Regions from separate parts of the Hordeum vulgare genome. Here region 1 is linked to region 2. Evidence: chromatin contacts called from public Hi-C data. All regions are on one chromosome and are shown on one strand. The core of a region is the stretch at or near the end of the contact, and the rest is flanking DNA. Distances in the headings are between cores, read along the strand shown. Region 1 holds the start of LOC123411641 (cyclin-P4-1-like). Region 2 holds the start of LOC123439147 (trihelix transcription factor ASIL1-like).

Region 1 (3,365 bases), core at 372-2,871, 200 kb before region 2:
ACAAACATGACCGACTCCGATTGATGCATCCCTCCTCGACTCAACTACGCGCTGCTACTCGGCTGACTCCCTTCTTTACCCTGCACCACGTTACCAATTGCTCACATATCCTGCAGATAAAAACTCTACTAAAATAAAAGTATGTAACAAAAACTTATTCACGAGTATATATATGTATGTAAAAAATTCATCGGACAGAACGAGTATGTGTATGGAATCATATAACACATACCCGCATATTCATGGACCCATATAAAAACCATGTAAACTAAATATTATCTCTAAAATCTACATCATGTCAAGAATTTGTGAATTAAAAGTGTATGCCTATATGATATTGTTTATGACTATATGATATTGTTTACAAGTATATGTTGTTGTTATAATCTATTTTTGTAAACTCTATTATAAGATGTAGTTTATGATTATATTATGTTTAATTTCATGCTTTACAAATATGGATAATTTATCCGCAGGTATCCGTCTATCCTATCGGGTAACAGGTATGGAAATAAATTTATATCCATTGGCATGTATAAATAAGGTGATGAATAAGTTTAGACGGACGGGTAAAGGTATGCGAAGGCTCCACTTGTATCTATATCATGCGGATGCCATCCCTGCTACACCTGCATTGCATGACACACAATGATACAAACACACTCCTGTTCATGTTCCAGAATATAGTACATATGTGCGGTGCATGCATCACCACAATGCAGAGGCCGGGGCTTTCCTTCATTTAAAAAAAATGCATGCATGGTGTTTGGAGCTTGGTTGATTAATTAAATAGTATTTGAACGGATTAAAAATATGTTTAAAACTAAAATACATCTAAATACTTTTACTTTTATGACAAGTATTTTCGGACTGAGGGAGTAGGAAGTATCATTTAAATCTCAATTTCACACTGGAAGAATCAATGAACTATTTACCGTGTCAGGCACTTGGTCGTTGTTTAGGCGAGCAGATACACCCCCTCGTCTCCGGCCGACGAGTTGGTCAGAGGTACGTTGCACGCGGCCGCGCAACCCGCGCGCCGGCTGCGGCACACACACGCACGAGCTCAGCGTGCGAAACGCCCTAATTTTCGGTGATTTCTCAGCGGACTGGAGAGCTAACGTGATACTACTACGCCCCGTATGCCGCCCAACAGCCTTGAAAACGACCGGCGGCCGGACCTCGCGAGAAATTTCTTCCTGCCGCGCACCTAGTTTAACTCCGGAGGCTGCTGCTCGGGTCAAGGAAGAGAGAGAGAGAGAGAAAGAGGCCGTGAGCCCGACACTTGCGGTCTGCCAGTTAAGGCGTGGTCGCCGAGAGATCTCGCCAGAGTTTCGGCCGTCGTCGAGGGCACGCACGCACGCACGAACGACCGGGGCCTGCTGTCTGTCATGCATACGAGCTGTCAACCGTGACACGTACGCCATCCAGTCCAGGCCCCAGAGTCGTTTACCAGCAGTCCGGCTGTTTCACCACAGGTAGTACGGTGCCGCTACGTTATCGCCGCCGCCGCCGACAAATTTATTCCACCTGTGCACAGCAGCAGCAAGATACTATCTATCAAAGCGCCTTCCCACCCACGAATACCTCTCGCGTCCGCTTCACTTTCCCTCCAACCCCTTTATATCCACCACCACCACCCCCCACCTCACCTCCCGCTCTCTCCCCCCTCCCTCACCTCCACCTCCAAGACCCCAAGCTGGCTAGCTACAGCAGCAGCCGAGGAGGTCAGGCAAGAAACTGAGGGAGCGACGATGACGATGGCGGCGGAGGACCAGGCGGCGGTGCCGCGGGTGGTGTCGATCCTGTCGGCGCTGCTGGAGCGCGTGGCGGAGCGCAACGACGTCGTCGCCGCGGTGGAGCGGCGCATACGGGACGTGGAGGAGGACGACGACCAAGGAGAAGACGGCCGCAGGGAGACGACGAGTATGAAGAAGAAGGCGGTGTCGGCGTTCCAAGGTCTGACGAAGCCGGCCATCTCCGTCGGCGGCTACCTGGAGCGCATCTTCCGGTTCGCCGGCTGCAGCCCCTCCTGCTACGTCGTCGCCTACATCTACCTCGACCGCTTCCTACGCCGCCGTCCCGCCCTCGCCGTCGACTCCTTCAACGTCCACCGCCTCCTCATCACCTCCGTCCTCACCGCCGTCAAGTTCGTCGACGACATGTACGTATCATCCGTCCATCCCATCCCAGCTCATGCAAATTCGAAACTTCGGCCCCAAATTAACCACGAACAAACACCGAATTACACCATCCGCATTCATATTTCAGCAAGTAGGATATATCAAACCGATCTACTACCACTGGATCGGATAAACCGAACCATAATTGAGGTCGTTCGGTGCAGAAGAACGATCACTTAATTGAGGTGGTAGATTAAATCCGCAGTCCAATTGGGCTCCGAGTGTGATCTGATCTGACTTTGCGATCCCTTTGTCGTGTCGTGCCGAGCACACGACCGACCGACCGACCGACCTCACGGACCGCCTATAGCTGTGTGTGAGTACCAGCCATGGGGTGGCCCGGCCGGCCGGCCCGCTCGTATTTTTTCCCACCATTATTTGGATTTCCAACTGGCACGGCACGCCACCAACCGGGGCCAGAGCTATTGCCGTCTCTAGCTGGTCACGAGGACAGCTGAGCAATTCGACGTCTTCGCCATGCACCACCGCATGCAATTCACTTCACCGTTGCTGTCGAAACAATCTTAGCTTAGCTGTTGTTGTTGAATGTTGATGCGTCGATCGCGCGCAAAGCTTTGGCGTGTGCTCCAAGAGAAGAACTGATGAAATGTGCGTGAATGCAGATGCTACAACAACGCCTACTTCGCGAGGGTGGGAGGGATCAGCCTGATGGAGATGAACTACCTGGAGGTGGACTTCCTCTTCGGCATCGCCTTCGACCTCAACGTCACGCCCGCCGTCTTCGCCTCCTACTGCGCCGTGCTGCAGACCGAGATGGCCTACCTCGAGCACCCGCCGCCGTCCATCGACGCCGTCTCGCCCACCAGCTTGCTGCAGCACTGCTTGCCCGACCAGGAGGTCGACGCAGCCGCCACCGCCGCCGCCGCCGCCACCAAGGCCGGCTGTCACCGACACCAGCAGCAGCTCACCGTTTGATCCATGGAGCTCTTCATCTCCCTCTCTCTCTCTCTCTCCCTCTTTTTGTCCCTGCGGTGTCAACTATCTTGGGCTCTCTTTTTTTTTCCTTTTCTTTTCTTTTTACCGTTCTTGGTACATAGGTGTTGGTTAGTTAGGATGGATTTCGCCATTGTTGGAAGGATCGGTCATGAATGGAAGAACGGATGGATCGGATTGAGATTATGCGTGCCCATTGTTTAAGGAGCTGAGATGCTGCTAATCTAA
Region 2 (2,960 bases), core at 149-2,648:
ATCAAAACCATCCTAGGGAGCAATTGTGCTTTCAAATAGGTTGAGTCCCCAAGGTTACAAAAGAATTCGGGTCATACTCTCAACCCGTGTCCTAGTCTACTTCTTTCTTTTACTATCTTCTCAAGGCATGAAACTTTTCATCTAGGCCTTCCGAGTAAGCCGACCCATAGGAGTCTCCCTCAACACGATCCATTGACGAGCCTTAAAAAATTCCACAGTCTATCTTCATCTCGACACGGTTGTGAGGTGCCCATAGCGCCATGAGGCCCTTGGATGGGTCATTTCATGAACCAGGTTATTGGATGGGTCATTTCATGAACCAGGTTATATACGTGGGGGACATCCCCAACACGTATGGAGGATGGTGTGCTCACGGATTTGGTTCTCCTGGGTTGGCTTTTTCTTTAGCAGATTTGTTTCGGCGGCTTTGTCTTATGGAGCAGAGAACGTGGTTATGCGTTTCGATACTCTGACTCTAATTCTAATCGATGAACGTTGGCCAATCTCATCCTCGTCGGGGATCTTATGCGATTTGTGTTTATTACGCAGATCATGGCCGGTCGGTTGCCAATGTTTTCTGGTCTACATCGACTACTTGCCGGCCGTTGCTTATACAAGCCCCCGAGTTTCAACAAATTTGCTTGGCTCGGACAAAGTCTAGAGGCAGCAATGAGCTATACTCATGATGCCATCGTGGATGTAGAAGGAAGAAGACGTCGACATTCCCAAGGATTTGGATGTATTTTTTAATTTTCTGTAAAATCGTTTTTGTAAGGATTTGTGCTATTTAATATATGACCTTTGGCTTTCTTGAAAAAAATGTGTGAAATAGGAAAAACTCAGGATTGTCATGTCATGACCACTTGAATTCTGCATGATTGGATTTGCACAAAAAAGCACTACATAGAAAATGATGAAAGGTCTCGTTGGTTCAAAATTTCTTTTTTACAACTTTTCTAATTACAAAACTGAAATGCTAAAAGAAAAATTCATATGCGAGTTTTTTTTGTGGCGATGACATATGATAGTTGTTTGATTTGTACTAGGAATGGAATTCAAGATTCGTTTCGTAAATCTATACCTACATCATGCTATTTTTTGTAGAAAAAATACTGATGTTTCTGCAGTTCAGTTTTAAATTAGATTTTCACTTTTGTAGAAAACTCTCATGTAACGAGCCGGCAACCGGAATCGACCTGCACCGCCGTGCGGCGCTGATGAACCACCGAGTCCGGAAGCCAATAATTGAGGAGGAGAGGAGCAGACGATTGGATCGGGGCGGCGCCGCTGGAATTCGAGTGCTCGATTAAAAAAAAAAGGGAAAAGGAAAGGAAACGGGCGGGGCGGAGGCTCCGCCGATGGAAAGGAGACGGAGGAGGTTACACGGCACACGGCCACGCGGCCACGCCGCGCGCGGGAGGGGAGAGGGAGAGGGAGAGCGGTGGGTGGCTGGCCTGACCTGACCTGGCCCCCCCGCACAGCGGCCTCGAGTGCCCACCACGGCACGGGCCGCACGACGCGGCGCCGTGCGGTGCGGTGCCTCCGCCCGTGCCATTACCCACCCCTTACCGCCGCGCCGCGCCGCCCCGCCCCGCCCCGCCCGCGACGCGACAAACCCCGCTGCAAGCAAAAACCACCACCGCATCTCGCACCGCACCGCCACGCCCCCACGCGGCTGCCGCGGCCGCTGCGCCTCCACAGCCGGTCGTTCCTTTCACCGCGCGGCCCACCCCACCCACGCCCGCCAGCGGGCGGGCGCCCGCGGCCCACCTCCACCGCACCGCACCGCGCCTCCTTATATGACCGGTTCCCCACCTCCTCCTCCTCCGTTCCCCATCTCCACCACCACCACCACCAAACCCTAGCCGCCGACGACCATGTCCTCCTCCTCGTCGCCCAAGCTCGATGACGCGCCCTCCTCCCCGGAGCTGCCCCCGCTGGCCGCGCCCGGCATCGCGGCTGCCGCCGCCGCCGCCGCCGCCGCGGCCTCGTCCGGCGGCGGAGGGGGCGGGGTGGGGCCGGGCGGCGGCGGAGGGAGGAGGCTGCCCCCGCCGTGCTGGACGCACGAGGAGACCCTCGCGCTCATCGAGGCGTACCGCGACAAGTGGGAGGCGCTCAAGAAGGGCAACCTGCGGGCGGCGGACTGGGACGAGGTCGCCGGCGCCGTCACCGCCCGCTGCGGGAGGTTCCCCACCGCCACCTACAAGTCGGGCGTCCAGTGCCGCCACAAGATCGAGAAGCTCCGGAAGCGGTACCGCGCCGAGCGGGGCCGCTCCATGGGGCGCTCCAAGGGGCCCAAGTGGCCCTTCTTCCCGCTCCTCCACGACCTCGCCGGCGGCGGGGTGCCTGACGCCAGCCCCAACCCCATCATCAAGATCAAGCCCAGGGGGAACGCCATCCCGGCGTCCCCTTCCCCCGTGTCGTCCCCCTCGTCCGAGGACGCCGGGCGGAGCAGGAGCCTCCACGGCCTTATCTCCAACGGCGGGGGCGGCAGCGGACTGCGATTCACCATCCCCAAGGCTTCGCGCACCAAGCCGGGGGTTCCGCGGGATGCGAGGCTGGACCGGGACAGGAGCGAGGAGGATCCGGAGGCGGAGGCCATGGCGGAGGTGGCCTCAGCACTGAGGGCCGTCGGCCAGGGGTTCCTGAGGATGGAGGAGCGCAGGCTGGAGCTATCGCTCCAGATGGAGAAGGAGCGGATGGAGTCGGAGATGAAGCGCACCCAGGCGCTGCTCGACGCTCAGCAGCTCTTCGTCGAGGCGTTCCTCGGCAAGCAGCAGCCGCACCACAAGAAGGCCAAGCTGGTCTCATCCGCCTCTGCAATGGAGGAGGATTGAGGACTTGAGCAGCTCCGGCGCAGCCTCAGCTCAACTCCGTGTTGATGCCTACTGGCTTTGTTAGTTACTGCTGCTGCTCATCTCAGCTGATGACTTGTGATGTTTCTACTCTTCTTGTGTTTG

The links. Hi-C and Micro-C count contacts between places; a contact is called where the count stands out from the background.
Region 1: a Hi-C map of seedling shows a contact between it and region 2, with 4 times the contacts expected there. The contact joins the promoter of LOC123411641 here to the promoter of LOC123439147 in region 2. A contact is called at or near these places in 2 of 6 Hi-C or Micro-C datasets (leaf and seedling).

Annotation. Positions count from the first base shown.
Region 1 is chr1H:383,389,009-383,392,373 of MorexV3_pseudomolecules_assembly, reverse strand. LOC123411641 (cyclin-P4-1-like) reads left to right here and starts at 1,621. Exons shown (of 2, transcript XM_045104606.1): 1 at 1,621-2,164; 2 at 2,807-3,323. The coding sequence starts at 1,755. The coding sequence ends at 3,119.
Region 2 is chr1H:383,184,724-383,187,683 of MorexV3_pseudomolecules_assembly, reverse strand. LOC123439147 (trihelix transcription factor ASIL1-like) reads left to right here and starts at 1,398. Exons shown (of 1, transcript XM_045115895.1): 1 at 1,398-2,960. The coding sequence starts at 1,878. The coding sequence ends at 2,837.